Linked DNA regions of Hordeum vulgare: region 1 is linked to region 2. A link is a contact called in public Hi-C data. All regions are on one chromosome and are shown on one strand. The core of a region is the stretch at or near the end of the contact, and the rest is flanking DNA. Distances in the headings are between cores, read along the strand shown.

Region 1 (3,036 bases), core at 486-2,985, 89 kb before region 2:
TAAGCAAAAATATCACATGGTCAAATGGTCGGAGATATGTAAACCCAAGGACAAGGGCGGTCTTGGGATTATTTCATCCAAACGGATGAATATTGCCTACCTAGCTAAATGGCTATGGAGCATAGCCTCCGGTGAGGGAGACCTATGGTTAGATATTATTCGGGCGAAGTAGCTGTGTGGACAGCCACTCGCGTTCGCCTTTAGGGCTGGGGGATCGCAGTTCTGGCAATCCATTGTGCGGCTCTTGTCGGTCCTGCGGATAGGCTCCTCCATCGACATGGGCAGGGGCAACTCCACTTTATTTTGGTTGGACCGATGGTGCGGCCCCTAGGACTTCGCCTCTCGTTTCCAACCTCCCTTATGCATTTGCACGCAACAATTCATCTCCGTTGCAGGTGCGCTACCCAACCTAGCGTGTATCGCCTTCAGGAGGTCCTTCGGTCCCGCCGAGCGGGACCTCTAGGACGGGTTAGTGCAGTGTGTGGCTTGACACTCTCCGTCCCCGGAGGACAATGTAATCCACTCGCGGCTTGAGCCTAATGGACGGTTCACCACCAAATCTCTATACGAGGCAATCTTGCCAACTCCGGGACCGACCGAACTTAATATCATGTGGGAATTCAAGTTGCCGCTAAAGATTCGTATATTCTTATGGCAGTTTGTGTGTGGCCGGCTCCCATTCGGGATGGAGGTGTTGAAGAGGAACGAACCATCCGATGGGTCGTGTCCTCTGTGCAGGGTCCCAGAGGACTGCAACCACATCTTCTTCACTTGCCCAGCCGCTAGGTTCATGTGGAGTTGTTTGCGGGAGGCGGTTGGGGGCAGTTGGTGCCACGACAACCTGTCCGACATGTTTGTCGAGGTGCTTCGGTCGCACAGCGTCGCTGTGAGACCGACCCTATTGGTTACCATCGGTGCCCTCCTCCGGACCTTATGGAATGTTCGTAATAAGCTTGTGATTGAACATGTTATTCCTCTCCGCGCGACTGATGCAATTTTCAAATTTCTTGGGTGCGTTGGACATTGTGGTGTCTTGTATGCTTTGGCCGAGGCTTTATAATATAAAGCGGGGGGAAATCCTTTTTCGTCAAAATGATTGAGAAACTTTTGCTGCAAGCTAGTGATTATTGAAACTAATTCATTGAAGCTTACCCAAGCTCTTAATGGGGTTATTCAGGTTTGGAGCCCTTACACTACGATTCTGGCTGATTGTTTCCAAATTGTTTTCCGGATTGGTCAAATTTCCTTGCAACACTATCATTTTGAGGCAAATTATGTGACGCACAACCTAGCTGGATATATTATAGAGTCAAATAATTCAGTAGTTTGGGATGGTGATCCTCCTAGATTTACTGTATCTGATATAATGAACGATGTATCCTTGTTCATGATGAAATAAAGTGCGTCATGGAAGACTTTCGCTAAAAAATAATTATAAAAGTGTTCATATCCACAACTGTCAGCCCCACTGATTGTAATTATTGCGAGTTGTCACCTTTTTATACGTTCAAGGACCATACATTTGATTGAGCATTCACGAAATATATATGTATCCATGGTTCCATAGGAGTACTTCGTATGACCTCAGCCCTCATGTAGCCAAATGTATTTACATGGTCTTTCTATGGCCTCATATGATGTGAAGGAGACAACTCTACTCTACGTGGTCCATGGCGTTCACTTGGACGCGAGGTCGCCAGGAATTCTGTGGCCTCTCGTTTGCATGGCCGAGACAGTTTGGACAAGGTGACTGTAGCTTGTAGGTCCTTTGTTTTGTCAACTTGCGTCCAGTAGCTGAACGATAGGAGCAGGACCGTCGCGGATTAAGACCACGAAAAGGATGCAAGAATTATGTCACTCTCTATATCTGTATGTAGTAGGTACGATCTAGTATCTGTACAGTTTCACAAAATTTGCATTGTGCGAAGCCAGTACGTGAAATTGTGGATGCAAATGTTGACAACTTCATGAAATGAACAGTGACTTTCCTGGCAATTCGTGCCCAGTCTTCAGATATCTGTAAATTAGTTCCCAGTGTAGATGCGGATGACTAAAACTCCCGTCTTCTTTAGCTGCCCCATTAAAGTCAAAACTCAGCACGGGACTAAGCCCAGGACTTGACCGAGCGTCTCATGATCTCACATGCTGTGTAGATCACGTGTGGGAGGTGCCGAGGTGAGGGTGTGAACGTTCGACATGATGCTACAGCTCGATATGTGCTACCCACGTCAAGCACTAACCGACGCTAGCTTAACGGCATCTAACACAGATGCAGGAGACCGCAACTCCAACGCTACCCCGGTACATTCGGTCTCCTTCATTTCTCTTACAGCCCGTACATTCACATAACCATATACATAGAATTTAGACGTTGAAATAGCCGCTTACACAGAATATGCACGTTAAAATAGTCGCATGCAGCACTAGTTTAGATTTTAAAAAAGTGTAAATTTTACATTTCAACATTATTGTCTACTTTAACCGCCAACTAATGTTCAATCAAAATTTCATTCAGATACTCATGAGTTGACAGATGGCGAATTTGTCGATGCATTTCAATAAACTCTTTTAATGTGGCTGAATTCTGGTCTAGAAATTCGATAGGATTACCCATGTTCTTAAATTCTAGAGCTGCCGCAACATCGTCACCCTCGTCCTCGGCGATCATGTTGTGCATGATCCCACAACATGTCATCACCTCCCATAAGGTCTTCACATCTCATTGTTTTGCAGGTCCACGAACAAGTGCAAAACGGGTCTGCAGAACTCGAAATGCCCTCTCGACATCTTTTCTAGTTGATTCTTGTCTTTTGGCAAAGTGGGACTTTTTGTGGCCTTATGGGTTAGAGATGTTGCTGGCAGAGGTAGCCCACGAAGGATAGATACCGTCAACCAGATAATAGTCCATGTTGTACACATCTTCATTGACATTATAGTGGCAAGGAGGAGCTTTTCCTTCACGCAGCCTCGCAAACAATAGTGATCGTTGCAGCACATTGATGTCATTGTGAAACCCGAGCATGACAAAGAAATCGT
Region 2 (2,777 bases), core at 27-2,526:
AGCTTAGTCGCCAAGCACGTTGAGTTTACCTGGCGGGTTGCTGAGCTGGTCACCACGAGGGTTCGTTGGTACCAACCATAAACATAAATAAAATCCCGGCTATGAATGAAAAAAATAATGTGCACATTGTTCACCAACAGCGCAAAAAATAACAAATTTGTGCATTGCATACATGGATGATGATGAACCGGCTCTTCCCCTTTATAATATTTGCCCATTTCGAAAGGGGGGGTAACATGGAATCTTCATGATTCAACGGCGTTTTTTGTGATGGTCTTGTGAACAGGAGCAATCAATCATTGTATATCAGAGGTTTTTATGCACAAAAGCTCTCTGAAATGCATGTTGCCACATTCTATCATGGGAAAGGAAGCAGACCGTATGCAGCAGTAGTACTACATGCCCTGAACCCTGAATCGCCTTTGCTTTCCTTGCACGCCCTCTTGTTGTTGGCACTTGGCAGCAGGAATCAAATGCGGCAGCTTGACATTACAGCTTTGTGTTTCAGCAGTACTGGCGTGTTTTGAGCCCGTTTTCAGCAACCATGCCATGCGACTGCGAGAGCCTAGCCACCGCCTGATTTGGCTTTGGTGGACAAAACCAGAAACGACTGTGGGTCTGTACTTCGACAGTTCAGACTCTGATTTGGCTTCGCTCGACATAACCAGAAACGACAGCCTGAAGAAGTTGGTCTTGGGTCTGTACTTAACAGTTCAGACTCTGAAAACTGCACAGAGAAGATCCATCGCTTCATCCCGTTGTGTCGAGCCGTTTTCTGTCAGGCTTTTGCATTGCAGCTTCCGTGGAGATCTCCGACCGGCTTCCCATGTAAACCGTGTAGACGGACGGGCCGGGGCCGGGGCGACTGGACCAACTGACCGAGCGACCGACGGTGAGTGCCTCGGCGGAAGCCCACGTCCACACGCGAGCCGAGCCACCAACCCCACCAAACCCAGACCACCACAGGCCACCCACCACGCACGGCACCAACGCACCGTTCCGTCCCGGGCCCCGCACCGCAGCCGCAGCCGCAGCCTCCATCGTGGCGGACGGTTGGACGGCACCGAGGCGGCCACGCCGACGACCCGGCCGGCCAAGCCGAAGCCGGCCGTCGTGGCGCGCATCGGCGCAAGGTTGGCATGGCAGGTCCATCCAAGGGCGATCCGAGACCCAGAGAGTCAGCTCTCCAGCAACCAACCCAAGGAAAAGAGTGATCCCAACAACCCCCCACCCGTCGCCCCCCGCCCGCTATTTAACCTCCCTCCCCCCCTTCCGCCATTCCCCAAGAAGAGCTTAGCTTTCGGTTTCGCCCCAAGCTCTTCTTCCTTCCATCCATCTACAATATAAACGTACGCTAATTACTACGTAGCGCTAGTGGTAGCTTCCCCCACATCTGTCGTGCTTGTACTGCTCCCTGCATTGTTTTTGTTCCATCCGTGTAAGTGTAACCTGCAATGGAGTGCGAGACCGGCCTCGTGGGCTCCCTCAACGGCGATGGCCTCTGCGTCTCTGCCCCCCGCGCCGCCGACCCCCTCAACTGGGTGAAGACCGCCGAGGAGCTCACCGGGAGCCACCTGGACGAGGTCAAGAAGATGGTGGCGCAGTTCCGCGAGCCGCTGGTCACCATCGAGGGCGCCTCCCTCGGGATCGCGCAGGTGGCCGCCGTGGCCGCCGGCGCTGGCGTCGCCAGGGTCGCGCTCGACGAGTCCGCCCGCGGCCGCGTCAAGGAGAGCAGCGACTGGGTCATGACCAGCATGATGAACGGCACCGACAGCTACGGCGTCACCACCGGCTTCGGGGCCACCTCCCACCGACGGACCAAGGAGGGCGGCGCGCTACAGAGAGAGCTCATCAGGTCAGGATCCACAGCAGACCCTTATTTTTTTTCTTCATGCTCTTCAGTTTTGACTTTGAGACATTAATATGTTAGTATTACGGACACCGCGAAAAAAATGCTACTTATTACGGAGGAGATTAAACATTTTAGATTGCGCTGGATGCGCGCGCATGTGCCCTGTTCCGTCGTGTACACGGGATTCCGAAGCCCAAAAGGATTCTTTTTTCTTTTGGTTTTCGGGGAGTTAGATAGGTCGTTGGTGACACTACTACTACCCACCAGCTAACTGGAACTTTTCCTAAAATTAGCTACCGCTCGCCATACGGTCCTTTTACTCGAGGATTTGAACATAAATTCACTACTATTTCCTCTGTTTTAAAATATCTATCTTTTTAAAAAATTAACTAAACTATGTTTATATACATTTACACGTAGTCTGTAATGAAATATCTAGAAAGACAGATATTTAGGAACCGAGGAAGTAGTTTACTTTGTGCAGACCTCAAGTGTTCCCTAAGTATACTACTAGCAAAACGATCAATTGAGCAAGTTATGTTAGCCAGCCAGGTTAGGACGAGCAATTCAGTGAACCGGCACCTCGCCACCAGATCTGTTGAGGATCTAGAGCACTTGACAACATGGTCCACCACGCGCGCGCGCACACACACATCCCACCAGAGCAGGCAGCGCTGCTCTCTGTTCAGCTGGCCATCTCAATCAGGGCCGATGGGGGCGTGCCCGCCTAATCTAATCACTCCACGAAACAAAGTGGCAGCGACAGCTCGGTAGGCACGGAGAGCCCGCCCACCCCAGGGTTGCAGTGTGGGGCTCCCGCCGCCGTGGTCCACCGTTCATCTCTTTTCGCGGCGAGAAGAAAGAAGATGAGCCATTATTCCCTTCTTCACCGACAGCCGGGTTGGATGTTGATTTTGGCTCCACC

Evidence for each region. A called contact is a pair of places that touch in the nucleus more often than the background predicts.
Region 1: a Hi-C map of leaf shows a contact between it and region 2, with 4 times the contacts expected there. The contact joins the enhancer-like site here to the promoter of LOC123401027 in region 2. A contact is called at or near these places in 4 of 6 Hi-C or Micro-C datasets (leaf and seedling).

Annotation. Positions count from the first base shown.
Region 1 is chr6H:378,415,545-378,418,580 of MorexV3_pseudomolecules_assembly, reverse strand. No RefSeq gene overlaps it. Among protein-coding and RNA genes, the nearest start is that of LOC123404696, 67 kb to the right of the region's middle. Within about 2 kb of position 1,735, at least 2 of the 3 cell types and tissues checked have open chromatin away from gene starts, as enhancers often do. A contact at or near this core is called in leaf, where this site is marked.
Region 2 is chr6H:378,326,824-378,329,600 of MorexV3_pseudomolecules_assembly, reverse strand. LOC123401027 (phenylalanine ammonia-lyase-like) reads left to right here and starts at 1,276. Exons shown (of 2, transcript XM_045094742.1): 1 at 1,276-1,855. The coding sequence starts at 1,455.